Regions from separate parts of the Oryctolagus cuniculus genome. Here region 2 is linked to region 1. The links are chromatin contacts, called in public Hi-C maps. All regions are on one chromosome and are shown on one strand. The core of a region is the stretch at or near the end of the contact, and the rest is flanking DNA. Distances in the headings are between cores, read along the strand shown.

What was found. Hi-C and Micro-C count contacts between places; a contact is called where the count stands out from the background.
Region 2: a Hi-C map of psoas muscle shows a contact between it and region 1, with 6 times the contacts expected there. The contact joins the promoter of NDUFC1 here to the enhancer-like site in region 1. A contact is called at or near these places in 2 of 6 Hi-C or Micro-C datasets (ear pinna and psoas muscle).

The regions. Positions count from the first base shown.
Region 1 is chr8:25,131,330-25,134,076 of mOryCun1.1, forward strand. No RefSeq gene overlaps it. Among named protein-coding and RNA genes, the nearest start is that of MGST2, 24 kb to the left of the region's middle. Within about 2 kb of position 1,327, at least 2 of the 8 cell types and tissues checked have an H3K27ac peak or open chromatin away from gene starts, as enhancers often do. A contact at or near this core is called in ear pinna, where this site is marked.
Region 2 is chr8:25,438,557-25,441,303 of mOryCun1.1, forward strand. It overlaps NDUFC1 (NADH:ubiquinone oxidoreductase subunit C1), which reads left to right and starts at 1,336. Exons shown (of 6, transcript XM_070047579.1): 1 at 1,336-1,775. NAA15 (N-alpha-acetyltransferase 15, NatA auxiliary subunit) reads right to left here and starts at 1,277. Exons shown (of 20, transcript XM_008267430.4): 1 at 901-1,277. The coding sequence starts at 954.

The sequences.
Region 1 (2,747 bases), core at 77-2,576:
TCCCAGGTCCTTGCCATGCATAAAGGGAGGACTTTTTCACGCTAGCATGCATAAAAGTACATTTTATTCAGAAGGTGAGAAAGTAGGGGGTAGGCCTGGGGGGGAAGGCGGGGGAGGGGAAGTGGAGCGAGAGTGCCTCAGCACCCCCTTCTGTCCTGGTCTCCAGCTGTGGGCCTCCTCTAGGAAGGTGCAAGGGGAGCGGCTGTTTGCATGGTGCCCTCCCCCCCCCCCCCACCAAGTCCCAAGTGAAGAAGATACATCCCAGGAAGGGAGCGGATGGACTGACAAGTAGGCGGGCAGTGTTACCTGCTGGCCTTCTAGGTACTTTCCAGGTACTTTCTATGTACCCAGCTATCTACCTGCCTTATCCCATATCAGTTACACACACACACACACACACACACACACACAGCCATGTGTTCAGTGATGTTCTTCTCTGGTTAATTTGGTCTGTGATTAAATTAGTGTCCATCAATGTTACTGCAATTGCTAACCTTATGAAAAGATAATTTTTTTTGAAAGGCAGAGAGGCAGAGAGAGAGAGAGAGAGAGAGGTCTTCCATCTGATGGTTCACTCCTCAAATGGCTGGAGCTGAGTCAATCTGAAGCCAGGAGCCAGGAGCTTCTTCTAGGTCTCCCACGTGGGTGCAGGGACCCAAGCGCTTGGGCCATCCTCTGCTGCTTTCCCAGGCCATAGCAGAGAGCTGGATCAGAAGTGGAGCAGCCAGGACTTGAACCAGCATTCATATGGGATGCTGGAACTGCAGGCTGTGGCTTTAGGGACTACAACACAGATCCAGCACCAAGCACTGCTATTTTGTCTCCAACTTAGACACATTTTTATGGGTTCTTTTAACCAAGGAAAAAAAAGAAGCTTTGAGGCATTTCATGCATTCTTTTACTTACACGTGACACATTTTGGGAGTACTCAGGCCTCTCTTGAGAACGGAGAAGCCCAGAAGCTGGGGAAACACACAAATGATACAAGACAAAATGACAATGGGCCTTTTCATCACTTTTTAAATGATCAAATCTCAACATCTTGTACACCTGATGGGCTGCCGCAGACTTTGGCATCCAGATGGCACCTGTTGTTCTGGGCAGGAGGCAGGTGAACCCAGCAGAGGTGCAGCAGGAGTACGCAGTGACAGGATCCAGCCACTAGGGGCAGCACAGCCCCACAGCAGGGCAGCCAAGGCCCCAGGCTAGGCCTCTTGGCTGGGGTTCCTAGAACAGCTGTCTCCTTACCATTCTGAGAAAAAAGCCTCCTCCCACTCCAGGAAAGGAGGGGTCAGGTTATCCAAAAGGTCACTTGGCAGATGCCTGGCTGTCCCTTGGAAGAGCCGCTCACCGCATCTGTGCTGCGTGTGTCACAGTACCGCAGGGGTGGGGAGACAGCAGCCGTCCCAACAGGACTCCTCCTGTTCAAATCCAAGGGCAGCTCTGCAGGTGCAGGGGTGGAGCCTTCAAGTAAAGCCCAGTGCCCTGTCCTTCCCGGACAATTCATCTTGGCCAAATCCCGCAAGAGCAGGGCTGGGGATGTGGGTGGCAGTCCTGAGTGTGCCAGAGAAGATCTGGCTGAAGCTGGCTCAGGCAGCCTGGGCTTGTTATCTCCCCGCAGCTGCCGCTGTTCCCAGCTTCTCAGAAAACTCTGAGCTAATCCTACAGGAGCCAAGCCCAGGCGGCCCTTCCCCTCCCCCACAAGTCCGTCTGCTTTCCCAGGAAGGGATGGAAACCAGCGGCCCCTGAGTGGGGGGCCCCGCACCGGCAGGACCCCACCCTCCGCCTCCCTGTCCACGCTGCTGTACCCCACACCCACACCCTCTCCTCCAGGACCCCGAAGAAATCCTGTTCCAGGACAAGGTGTCTTTTGCCCCGCCAATACGCTGCTGTAGGACTCGCCGAGCACTGGGCTGAGATCACAAAGAGAAGCAGGAGAATCTCATGGGAGGGGGCAACGGTGCCCAGGGTCACCCTCTGCCTCCCCTCACCAAGACGGCCTTAAAGTCCCTTAAGCTTAGCTACCCCTCAGGCAGGATTCTTCCTGAGCTGCCTTTTTTTTTTTTTTTTTTTTTTTACAGGCAGAGTGGACAGTGAGAGAGAGAGACAGAGAGAAAGGTCTTCCTTTGCCGTTGGTTCACCCTCTAATGGCCACCACGGCTGGCGTGCTGCAGCCGGCGCACCGCGCTGATCCGATGGCAGGAGCCAGGTGCTTTTCCTGGTCTCCCATTGGGGTGCAGGGCCCAAGTACTTGGGCCATCCTCCACTGCACTCCCTGGCCACAGCAGAGAGCTGGCCTGGAAGAGGAGCAACCAGGACAGAATCCGGCGCCCCGACCGGGACTAGAACCCGGTGTGCTGGCGCCGCAAGGCGGAGGATTAGCCTAGTGAGCCGCGGCGCCGGCCCCCTGAGCTCCTTTTTCTTGGTCCCGAGAGCTCCGTCCCCATCTGGCCTGGGTGTCAAACGAAAATAACAACAAGGCTTCGGGGTGAAGGAAAAAGAACATGAATCTGTGGACAGATGAGAGGGTAGCAGACATCAGCGTCTCAAGGACTACCGCTCTGCTAGATGAGGGTCTTTGGGGGGCTATAGGAGCTGGGTTGTGGCACAGCAAAGCCACATGGGGCTGCCACCTGCATCCCATATGAGAGCCAGTTTCATTCCCAGCTGCTCCACTTCTGACCTGGCTTCCTGCTAATGCACCTGGGAAAGCAGAGGAAGATGGTCCACGTGCTTGCTTGGGTCCC
Region 2 (2,747 bases), core at 86-2,585, 310 kb after region 1:
CAACAACACTCATCTCCAAAATTCTGATATTCCCTTTTGTCTGCTAAGTTTTCGCCGTATGTGTTAATATACTTTGGAGAATAAGAAAAGTCGGTGTCTAGAAAGCCTCAAGTTAAGACTCTCAACTTTCCACTTCCTACTGGACCGCCCCCTCGAAACGGGACCCACCTCCCAAGGAGGGTGATGGGGTGGGGCTGTTTCCCGCTCGGAAACCAAGAAATAAATGCCCCTTCCCTACTCCAGAAAAGAGGGAACACGAGAGGCCGGGGAGCTGCACGCTCAAATATGCAACTAACCCCAAAGAGCTAGTCGTTTGGAAGGCTCCCTTGCCTTCGCATCACCTCCCTCCCTCCCTCCTCCCAGATCATTCAGCGACCGCGGACCGGGCGGGGACAGGTGAATGGAGAGGACGAGGGAGGGAGAGACGGACGGACGGACGGACGGACGATGGAGGGATAACCGCGCTCAGGCAATGAATGAGCCGCGCTGCATCCGCGCCACCTGTTCCTTCCAAGGGTGCCACCCCAGCCTGCCAGCAGGATTCCCGCACCACCCGGGCCGCGACTCCTGCCCGTGCTGCCCGCTGCCCTGCTGAAGGCCGGGCCTCTCTTCCCTTTGCTCGGGGAGGCTGAAAACCGACAGTCTAGAAGCCGGGAAGTTGAGGCCTAGTCCGGAACCAGGGCCTCCGCAACGTGGGGGTCGGAGCGGGAAGCCTGTGGCCCCAGGCTCGCGGGCCGAAGTGGGAACCCCACAGAGGGGGCAAAGAAGTGCATTCGGCCCAACTCCGAAGGCGGGGTCTCAGGCGGAGGTGGCTCGGTGCCAGCCGGGCCGAGGTTAGGAGTGACAGGCCCGGTTACCGGCTAAATCCAAGCCAGTGCTTGCCCCGAGACTCGCACTTACCAAGATTCTCTTGAACAGCGCGTTCTCCTTGGGCGGGAGGCTCACGGCCGGCATCGTTCCGGCTCCTCCCGCTGCTCCCGCCACCACCCGGCTGGGTCAGTCTGTTTGTCCGACCGCCGCCGCTGCCGTTCCCTGGCCGCTTCAGCCTTGAATACCCCGATCCGTGGCCACCACCAGACCTTGGGTGTTGCCGCGTCGCCCTACCCGGACACCCCTTTCTCCTCGTTGTCTTTTCTCCTTTCCCACTTAGCGCTGCCGCCGCCTCCCCCCGCAACGGGTCTCCGTCGGCGGTTCACGTGGTAACTGAACAGACCGACAGAGGCAGCCAAAATGGCGGACGCGGAGGGCTTTCCCACCCGGGTCACACCTCCTAGCACGCAGGCGCGATGACCTTCTTTCCCCACCTCCTCTGTCCTGGAGCGTGCCGGGAAACCTGGAGGCCGGCCGGCCGGCGGCGGCCCTGAGGGTCCGAACTGGCCCCGCCCATGCTTAGAGCGCGAGGTGCTTCGGAGGCGCCCTGGGAGCGACCCGGGGAGCAGCCGACTCCGTTTCCGACCGCCTCCTCCTCGAGATAGCTATTCTGCTCTTTGCTGCTAGATTGGCTTTCATTCATTGTGTGGACTCGGTCAGACTGTGTGATCACAGTTTGAGCCTAACGTGCCAGAGGCAGGTGTAGATGTTCGAGTTGATCATGGACGGAAGTGCCTAATTAAGGAGCAGAGGCGAGAGAGGATAAAGGAAAACGTCTTCCCCTCCCTGGGAACTTGTAAACAGATCTGAAGGGGAAGGAGTGTGAAAGGTTGGCCAATGAAATGGGCTTGGCTGCCCGGGGTATCGGTGATTTAGTGAATATTGCTTAAGAGGAACCTGGAAAGGTTGGTATCCAGATCCGAAGTGCTTTGTTGGCACTACCAAAGAAACATCTGAAGGTTGAGTTGTTTGCGTTCATTGCGTTGTTTTGACCATACCATGCGGGCTTATCAGACTTGTACTAAGAGTCACCCTGGTGTAGGGGAGAGTTCAGGGTCACTGGCTCCCCTGTAGCTCCCTTGAAGCGCAAGCCTAGCCTAATACTGTGACATGGTGATCTCCCGGTCACCAGAAATCCTCAAATCTTAGCTACCAGACAAGGATGTTGAGTAACTACTCCAGAGGGGGCAAAACGGCGCTAGAGACTGAGCAGGGCCCCTTTCACATATGTCATTCCGTTCCCTAGCCAACAAGTACAACTCTTTCAAGGTGGCACTCCGTTAATTATTTAAAAAGTTCCCAGTCATATGAGTCACTTTACACTTGGTTTTTTATGAACTCTCTACAGATGCTGAATTTGATCTGTAGCATTCTTTTGCATCATATATCACTAAACAATATGTGCAGTGGGTTTGCTCTTTTGAGTATATTGATAGGTATTTTTACAATTTCCAAGTTACTCTTTGACCCTCCCTGGAAGGTATGAGTTGAATAAGATGGTTCCCAGTGGAAAAATCTGAGACCAGAACTTGGCTTTTCAGAGCAGGCATTGTGGCACAGGTGGTTAAGCCACTGCTTGAGATACCCAACCCTACAGGAAAGTGCTGGCTGGAGTCCCAGTGACTCCGTGCGACACATCTAGCATTGTGGTAGGGCCCCTGTGAGGCAGTGGATGAAAGTTCAGGTGCTTGGGTCCCTGCACCCACATGGGAGACCCTAATGGAGTTCCTGGCTTCAGCCTGGCCCAGCCACAGTTGTTGCTGGCATTTGGGGAGTGAACCAGAGATGGAAGATCTCTCCCTCTCTTTCTAGCTGCCTGTCAAATAAAATAAATAGATCTTTTTTAGAAAAGATACAGGTTTTCTACCTGTATCTTA